Regions from separate parts of the Mus musculus genome. Here all the other regions are linked to region 3. The links are chromatin contacts, called in public HiChIP or PLAC-seq maps. All regions are on one chromosome and are shown on one strand. Each heading gives the region's core, a stretch centred on a gene start, on an enhancer-like site or on the middle of the called end of the contact. The rest is flanking DNA. Distances are from core to core; before and after follow the strand shown. Region 1 holds the start of Fhad1os1 (forkhead-associated (FHA) phosphopeptide binding domain 1, opposite strand 1). Region 2 overlaps Kazn (kazrin, periplakin interacting protein). Region 3 overlaps Tmem51 (transmembrane protein 51).

The links. HiChIP or PLAC-seq counts read pairs in DNA pulled down with a chosen protein or histone mark.
Region 1: an H3K27ac HiChIP or PLAC-seq map of embryonic stem cells shows a contact between it and region 3, with 13 read pairs. The contact joins the promoter of Fhad1os1 here to the enhancer-like site in region 3. A contact is called at or near these places in 2 of 39 promoter capture datasets (embryonic stem cells and pre-B cells), 4 of 484 Hi-C or Micro-C datasets (centroblasts, conventional type 1 dendritic cells, liver and 1 more), 11 of 115 datasets of contacts at active chromatin or transcription factors (bone marrow-derived macrophages, craniofacial prominence, embryonic forebrain and 4 more) and 1 of 9 other capture datasets (embryonic stem cells).
Region 2: a contact with region 3 is called in an H3K27ac HiChIP or PLAC-seq map of embryonic stem cells, with 21 read pairs. The contact joins two enhancer-like sites. A contact is called at or near these places in 1 of 39 promoter capture datasets (hippocampal neurons), 1 of 484 Hi-C or Micro-C datasets (B cells), 4 of 115 datasets of contacts at active chromatin or transcription factors (double positive thymocytes and embryonic stem cells) and 2 of 9 other capture datasets (adipose tissue and embryonic stem cells).

What each region holds. Positions count from the first base shown.
Region 1 is chr4:141,981,590-141,984,289 of GRCm38.p6, reverse strand. Fhad1os1 (forkhead-associated (FHA) phosphopeptide binding domain 1, opposite strand 1) reads right to left here and starts at 1,298. Exons shown (of 4, transcript NR_040672.1): 1 at 1,250-1,298; 2 at 922-1,064. Fhad1 (forkhead-associated (FHA) phosphopeptide binding domain 1) reads left to right here. Exons shown (of 32, transcript NM_177868.4): 5 at 1,900-2,142.
Region 2 is chr4:142,137,363-142,140,322 of GRCm38.p6, reverse strand. The region is part of intron 11 of Kazn (kazrin, periplakin interacting protein); the gene reads left to right. Among named protein-coding and RNA genes, the nearest start is that of Gm35581, 12 kb to the right of the region's middle. Within about 2 kb of position 1,477, at least 28 of the 459 cell types and tissues checked have an H3K27ac peak or open chromatin away from gene starts, as enhancers often do. A contact at or near this core is called in embryonic stem cells, where this site is marked.
Region 3 is chr4:142,068,009-142,070,908 of GRCm38.p6, reverse strand. The region is part of intron 1 of Tmem51 (transmembrane protein 51); the gene reads left to right. Among named protein-coding and RNA genes, the nearest start is that of Tmem51os1, 15 kb to the left of the region's middle. Within about 2 kb of position 1,343, at least 25 of the 459 cell types and tissues checked have an H3K27ac peak or open chromatin away from gene starts, as enhancers often do. A contact at or near this core is called in embryonic stem cells and liver, where this site is marked.

The DNA.
Region 1 (2,700 bases), core at 49-2,548, 87 kb after region 3:
CCCCCAGGTCCCCAGGGCAGATACCACAGCATCCCGACAGCTTACTCAGAGCTCACTCTGTACTGTGACCTCTGCTAGCTTCCATCCATCCCCTGGAGCCACAGACTTGCTTGGTGGACAGTAGACATTGATACCACTCAGTGACAAAAGCCACAAAGTTTTTGTCACATTTGATCTACCGCTGTCGTCGTAACTCCTATTAAGGTGGGAACAAAGTGAAAACCGAATTGTTTTTGCTGTTTTGAACCTTTTATGCCCTGATTTCCCAAGCACCTTCAAGGACAAGTGGCAGTCAACAATGGGGGTGGAAAATGTTCATTAGCTAGTCTTATTGAAAGGCTGGCAAGCGGGGCTGAAGAGATGGCTCAGCAGTTAAAGGCACTGACTACTCTTCCAGCAACCATATGGTGGCGCACAGCCATCTGTAATGGGATCTGATGCCCTCTTCTGTTGTTTCTGAAGATAGCTACAGTATGCTTATAAACATAAAACAAGTAAATAGTTTTAAAAAAGAAAAAAGAAAGGCTATCAAGCCTCAGGCATGGTACATCCAGGATCTTCAGGGATGTCATTGGAATGTCCCCATTGCCTGTTCTACTCTTTGTTTTTCCTGCAGTTTGACAGTCCCCAGCAGGCTAGCTCCCTGTGCTGACCGGATGATTATGGTCAAGCTCTGTACTTAAAGTCCATGATACAAAGAGAGGGGGGAACCCCTGCCCCGACCCAAAATCCACACCAGAAACAACTGGTTGACCAGCCTGGGTCACAGGGACAGGAGCAGGAAGGACAGGAAGTGAGCTACTTGATTGACATCCACTCTTACCAAAGCCACCCGGAAGGAGCAGATGACATTCCCTTAAGGAGGGCATAGAGACCAGGGACAGCACCAGAGAGAACGAAAACCACGGCAGGACACTGTACCTGAAGGTTTGTTTACATCCAGTGCAGAGCCCAGCACACAGTAGGTGCCCAGTAGATCTCTGTGGCACAAAAAGATAATCAATTCTGTGCTGCTGAGTGTGGAGGCCCAGGGTGGCTCGCTGTGGATGAGGCTGGGTAAAATGCTGAAGATACAGAACAAAAGAAACAGAGTCTCCTGGAAGAGCTGTAACAGACATTCACAAGGACCCAGAGGTCCTTGGCAACGCCCGTGGGCTTCCTCGTGCCCGTGACACCATCTGTTTCCCCAGGCACACAGCTAGAATTCAGTTTTTCCCGTCTTTCCATCACTCTGAGAGGTTCAGGGTACCTGTTCCAGCTTTGGAGAAACAGAGACGTCTTGGTTCCCGTGTTTTCCTAGTGAGGAGGTACATTGGCTCCACCCGTGGGGAACTCCACCCACAGCTCCCCACCCCCCCACCCACCCGAGTGTTCACAAGCATTCAGTGTTCTGTTTCCTGATTCAACTCTGTTCGCTGAGTACATTTTCCCTGAGGCGGACAGAGGGAAACAGGGACTCCCAGAAGAAGAGAAAGAGAGAAATGACCTCTTCAGAATACATAAAAACTATTAAACTAATAATGTCCTCTTGATGGTCAGAGTGCATTCCCATGTATCCCAATCCATTTACCTGTGCTGGGTCTCCAACACCCTGAACATGGGCCTTGTAAGGGAGTGTGCAGAATGTCCTCTGACATTCCCAGGGGGCTGTGGTTTACCACATGAAAGTATTTTTTTTTCTGGGTAAAAAAAAGAGATTCTATTCCTGGGAGACTCCATTATAAGCATCTAGGTACGGATATGTGGTTCTAGCCCAACTCTCTTCTCTCCAGGCCCTCTGCCTGCCCTCTCCCCCTCACCTGCCTTTCCCTTAGTGACACCCAGTTCCTCCTAGATTGTAGAAACAGGCCCAGCTTGCCACCCACACCCATACCAAGCCTCCCTCTTGTCCCCACACAGGACGAGATCATTCTGCTCTTGGGGAGAGAGGTTAATCGGCTCTCTGACTTTGAAATGGAGTCCAAATATAAAGACGCTCTGATCATGAACCTGCAGGCTGAGGTGGCCGACCTGAGCCAAAGGTTGTCAGAGACAGCCGCTGTCGCCGCAGCCAGGCAGAGTAACAGGTGTGACCCGAAGCTCCAGGGCGTGGATGAAGGCGACGATCTCAGGCAGAAGGAGATTGAGAGCATGAAAAGCCAGGTAGGACTCTGGGACAAGCCCGTCAAAGCGTAGAAACACCACAGTCAGAGTGGAGCCCGAGCACAGATAGGAAGAGGGCATCTGGGACGTCACAGAGCATACGGACAGAAGGCCATCACAGGCCCTGTTTCCCAGTGCGGCATGTGTTGGGCCTTGGAGAATGTTCTTTAGATCTGTCACAGTCTTCTGACACCTCCCCCCCCACCCCGAGAGACTGTGGTGGTCCCTGGCTTCACCATGGGCAGTGTCATCAAATGTGTTCCCCACTTGGTCTCCATTTACCAGAAAGCTTCTATTCTCTGGAAACTAGATCCAAATTCCTGTTTTATAAAGATAGCAATTGGGCCGAGGAGATGGCTCAGCTCCTAAAGTACTTGCTCTGCAAGTGCAGGAACCTGAGTTCCATCCCTCCCTATGAAAACACAAGGCATGCAAAGTGGGTGGGGACTCACAAGGCCCCACCCCTGGATGAAGAGCCACAGGCAATCAGTGGCTGCTGTGGGCGGGACAATCAGTCTTTTCCAGGGGTGAACTCCTCCAGATATCTAATCCCAAGTC
Region 2 (2,960 bases), core at 228-2,727, 69 kb before region 3:
TGGGCTTGAGTCAGTGGGTAAGAGGCCCCCGGTGGTGCACACAATGCCTCTCCATCCTTAGTTTATTCCAGACGTAGGCCAGGCCGGTGTCAATAGAGAAGATGCCCACCTCCTGGGAAGGGCTGTTGGGGACAGTATCTAGCAGGCAAGCCCTCTGCCCTCTTTTGTCCTGTTGGCTTCTTTGGCCACGCGTGGACTTTCCCATGATCCCCAGAGCCCTGTCCTCTGATTATATCAGCAGCTCGAGCAGACTAAGCCCAAGAGGGCTGGCAGGTGCCTGTACCTGTGCCTGTTTGTGGGGCATCACTGTCCCCACGGGGCTGCACTGGGGCCTGGAGAACCCACAAGTTTCCAGTCAGTGCTTACTGCCCTACTCCCCGGAACTCAGTTTCCTCTTTCTTTCCCTCCCCGTCCCCTCTAACTGATCCTAAACCACTAACAACTCATCCCTCATCCCTTGTGGCCACTGCAGTGCTCCCCCTAACGGAAACATTCTCCACTCTTGAAAAGTGAGTTTTCAGTGCTTGATGGAACATCTGGAATGTATAGGATCTTGTGTCCAAAGTCTCTAAAAAACAAGCCAAAAAGCCCCCACCAGGTCACCTCTTCCCTCCCAACCTGGCCCCAGAGGCAGAGAGAGAGAGCAAGCAGGGACACCTAATGCCACCCTGTGTGTACAAACCGTTCAGCTCAGCTGATTAACCCAGCCTGGTGTTAAGGGAGAGAGGCCAGAGCTGGTCTTAGAAAACACTACCCCCACCCCCTGAATTTTTTGGGTTTTATTTTATTTTGTTTTTTATGGTTCCGCCCTCCCTTCCTTTTACTTACAAGAAGATAAGATTGCAACCTCTCCTGGTAATGACTTAGTCATTCTTTTTCATTTCAGTTTTTGGAAATTAGGAGGATCATCCTATGAGTTACTAAGGATGATTTTATTTGAGAGAATCACATCAAATAGGGACTGAGTTATGGGTAACTCTAGATGAAAATGACCTTTTCCCATGGGAGAGGTTTCTCGAAGGCATGGATGCAAAATATAAAATATTAAAAAAAAGTCTAAATAAAGCTTATTTTAAAATATGATGGAATTCTATGTGATTTGATTGTTTCTACGGTGCTCCAAGAGGGAGCCGTGTCCCTGCAGGAGGTACAACTTGCATGACCATCACGTTATAAAATTCCTAGGCCGGGTGACAGGAGGGACCGGGAAAAGCTGGTTGGAAGTTGGTTGGATGCTAAGTCCCCTGAAGGGGGGCCAAGCCAGGTGGACTTCCAGAACATCTTGCTAATTTGGAGGGGCAGTCGGCATCTGAGGCTGCCCACGTTGTAACTTAGCACCTCCTGGCCCAGGATCCCCCACTCCCTGGAGCTCAGAGGCTTCCCCCAGCTTTCACGGCCTCCCTTCCTTCCCCTCACACTCTAGCCAGAGGTCAGAGCTGTCCGTGGCTGTGATTTTCCTCAGGTCTCAGCAGACCCCTGTGTCCCTAGTCCTCAGGCAGCCAGTGACTTAAAATGACATCAGAGTCCAGGGCAGAACAGACTAGGCTTTTTTTTTTTTTTTTTTCAGTTTCACAAGACGCACCCCCCACCCCCCGGGGGGTGCAAAATTTTGGTTTTCCCATAAGTCCTGGGAAGAGCCAATCTAGGAAACCTCACATCCTGGTTGTAGCCAGTGGCCTCAGTTTTCATTTTTTTATGGTCAGAAACTAGACTCGTGGGAGAATGCATTTGAATGCCTCTTCCAGCTCTGCCAGCAGGCAGCCTAGACAAAGACACAGCATGCTCCAAGGTCAGTGAAGTCACTGGGATGCTAGGAACAATAAGGGATTCTGGCTATTAGAGTTCTCAATGGCCATGCCTGTGGAGGGGAAACGGTCAATGTCAGCACTCCCTAGAATCATAGGCTTTTACCTCTCCGGTGGCTGTAGCTGGCAGCCAGGATTGTGAATCCACCCAAGGCTAACCTAAGCAGGCAGGCATGTTCATACCTGAGACACAGTAGTCTGCGCCTGGCCTCAGGCAGACATTACTAATCAATCAGACACTTCCCTACCCATCCAAGAGTGGCCTCGGACCTCTCGTTTTCCAAAACTTCAAGTATTAGTCAGACTTGCAAGGGTGAAGTTTATTTGCTATTCCAGAACTAGCCTGGCCTCTCAACGCTGGATTAAAGAAAAACAAATAAACATGGAGAAAATTTACTCAGAAAAGCGTGATTTGGTCAGAGTCCAAGCTGGCCCTTGTACTGCTCTGCCACTTAAGAGTGGGGCCAAGCTGGGCGTGGTGGCGCACGCCTTTAATCCCAGAACTCGGGAGGCAGAGGCAGGTGGATCTCTGAGTTCGAGGCCAGCCTGGTCTACAAAGTGAGTTCCAGGGCTATACAGAAAAACCCTGTCTCGAAAAACCAAAAAAAAAAAAAAAAAAAGAGTGGGGCCACACTAACCCAAAAGTCCGCCCCCCTTTTGTGCTTTCGTCTAGTAAACAGCAGTACTGGGGTTGGGGGTAGAACCTATAGCTTTGTGCATGCAAGGGAAACCCCAACCACTGAGCCACAGTGCCCTGCCAGCACCTCCTTAATGAAAGAATACCTTCCAAATGGCACTTGTTAGTCCGACACTGAAGTAGAGTCACCCAGAGCTGTTCCTTAGGGAAATGCTGAGGTCCTGGGGTAACGGGTGACTGACACCCTGGCTTGTGCAGTACTCAACCTCCAGGGCCATCCTCAGTAGCCTTTCTGCATGCTTTCCCGATCATACTCCCAGGCTCCAACCCGTGTAACAGATAATAGTAACAACAATAATATCTAACATTCATTAAGCATACACGCCATGGGCCAGGCTCCATGCTGTGTGTTCCGTAATTAACTCTGTTAACCCCCAGCCTGTATTACCTACCGGTGAGGAACCTGAGGCCCAGTCACATCTGTGAGTGTGGGAATTGTAGGTAAGCACTACTATGCC
Region 3 (2,900 bases), core at 94-2,593:
CATTGTGATGAAAGCCTAAGATGTTTGGGGACTGTCCTTAACAGGATTGCTATCTGGAGAAGAGGGAGGTATGTCCTCCAATTATCCTCGTGGATAGGGAGCTATTGAATGTTCGGAACAATCTTCTGACTAGTAGGGAAACTGAGGCAGGGGGCTACTACCCACTGTGCAACATCTCCACATCTCCAGGGTTTCTGTCCTTTAGATCACAACTTGAATAGTTGTAATTTAAATAGGGATGGGAGGGTCCTGGCTCCTCGTGGTCATTAGGGACTCCTGTTCTTTAGGGACCTCCTGGTCATTAGGGACTACTGATCTTCAGTACTTTCATTTCTGAGGGGTCGATTAATAATATTCCCAGCCAGGCCATTTGCCTGCCATGTGGTGGGCCAGTTCTCAAGGAAGCTAAGTATGGCCAGTCTGGGCTACAAAGAGAGACCAGTATGGAGTTTGGGGAGACTTCTGGGGTAAAGAAGTGGGGTGATTCATAGCTTAGGGGAGGTGACCAGAGTCACAGGGAATGTCCTGCAAATCCAGTATCAAACTTTTGGGCTCCTCGGGGTGCTTGTGTGTACTCACGGCAAGGTCAGCATGAACCAAGGGTGCTGGGGTTTTTTGTTTTTGGTTTTTTTTTTTTTTTGTTTGTTTGTTTTTTTGCTTTCTGACCCCAAAATTGATAGGTTATTTCTCCGACAGTGGAATGAGCCAATTCAAGCCAGATTTGATTATATAAAATGCAGGTTTATTGGGAAGCTGCACTCGAGCGAGTTCACTGGCCCCCAAGGATTGAGGCCAGAGGAGTCGACATGGGGATGGGGGGGGGGGAGAAAGAGAGATAGGGTGCTGGAAGAGAGAGAAGGGAGAGGAGGGGGAAGAGGGAGAGTGGGGAAGGGGGAGAGGGAGAGAGAGAGAGAAAGAGGGAGAGAGAGGGAGGGAGGGAGGGAGGGAGGGAGGGAGGGAGGGAGAGAGAGAGGGAGAGAGAGAGGGAGAGGGAGAGGGAGGGAGGGAGAGGGAGAGGGAGAGAGAGAGAGAGAGAGAGAGAGAGAGAGAGAGAGAGAGAGAGAGAGAGAGAGAGAGAGCAAAGTGTCTGGATTATATAGGGAAGAGCCTCTTAGGAAGGGCAGTCCAGCCCCCTCCCGCCCCCCCCCCCAGCTGGAAAGTGGGGGCAGGTATGGACTGAGGGATGCTTTGTGGAGGCCAGGTCTGCTTTGATATGTAAAATATGCACCTTAGTCCTTTGTCCCAGGGTCCAAAACCAAACAAAAAGGTCACATGCTGGACACCAGTGCAAACCAGTGGTTTCAACAGAAGCAACTTGCAAGCTTCTGTATAAAGAGCCAAGGTAACAACTATTGTCCTCAGAGGGGCATCGGAGTGCAGCGGGCCCAGAGATCAGTACAGTTCAGTGCTCAGCAGTCTGCCGCCTCCGAACCTGCGTTGTTTTTCAATGCAACTGAAAGCCTGTGAGGCCAGGAACGGGACCCCTGTGTTGTTCCACTGTTGGTAACAGGGCCACCAGCTAGAAAAGAACCCCGGGGACTCAGCTCAGTCAGCCCCCTTCCAGACTCTGTGCTCTTTGTCTGTTTGCTAAATTGGCTTTCATTACCTTCCTTCTTTGTGTGAATGTGTGTACACAGGGGCACGTCCATGTGGCACGGCTGCACGTGGCAGTGAGAGGACACCTGAAGGAGTTGCTTCTCTCTCCCCACTTTGAGGGTCCCTGGGGTGGGGCTCAAGGTCAGGCCTGGAGGCTGGTGTCTTTACACACAGAACCAGTGGGATGCCTGCGTTTGTGTGGCCGAGGTAGCAAGCCCCTCTTCCCACTTAGCAAAAGGTGAAATCACGCGGAGTGTGTGTCTTGTAGGTGAGAATGCTCAGGATAAGCACGTGCATAGTTGCTGCGGCTGCTGGGTGTTCGACTCTTCCTGGAGGACATGCTGCTTTCTGTGGGAAGGAGGCTTGGCTAGACACCACCCATAAGGCTAAAACCTTCCCCCCACAACTGAAATATTCTTTCATGCGAATTAAGTGTCCGACACAATTTCGGTCCATCCACATGGGGGAAGAAGTAGGAAGGCACAGAAAGATGATTCCAACTGTAAAAGGGTGGGTTTCAAAACTGCCCTGGCTATTTTTCATTTCAAAGATGACATAAATAATACATCTTTTTAAAAATTTTGTATCATTGACTGTGTGAGTGAAGAGCTTGTAGGGACCATGCACATGACACGGCTTAAATATGACACAACTTTAAATATGACACAGCTTAAATATGGAGATCAGAGGACAACATTCTCTTACGGGGGATGGAATCCAGGTTGCCCGGGAAGCTCTTGTACCTGCTGAGACATCTTGGGGAGGGGGGGGCAGAGAGTAAGCCATTTACCATACGGTTCTGACAGTAAACTATGTGAGGTTTATATACCCTCTGTTCTCAGCTGTACCATATTCCTTACCAAGAAGTATGTATTACCTTGGATTATGGCAACATTAAAATTCAAACCTTTGTCCTAATGATAGTGGTGACCTTGGACCAATCAATGCTCAGGTCTCTCAATAGAGAGAATAATTTTAGGATTTTGTGAGATCTGGGCATGATGGCCTGCAAGCCTGTAATTCCAGCACTTTAGAAACTGAGGCAGGAGGATAGAGAATTTGAGGCCAGGCTGGACCAAGGGTATGTGTGTGTGTGTGGAATTTTGCAAAGACTAAATGAACCAAGTGCTAGTTGTGAATTTTTTTACTGTTGCATTTTTAAAAGACACAATCTCACACAGACCAGGCTAGACTCTAATCCACTATGTAGCCAAGGATGGCCTTGAATGTCTGTTCCTCTCGTGCCACCCTTCTCAGTACTGAGAGGATACGAATGCACCGCCACGTGCTGAGGACGGAACTCA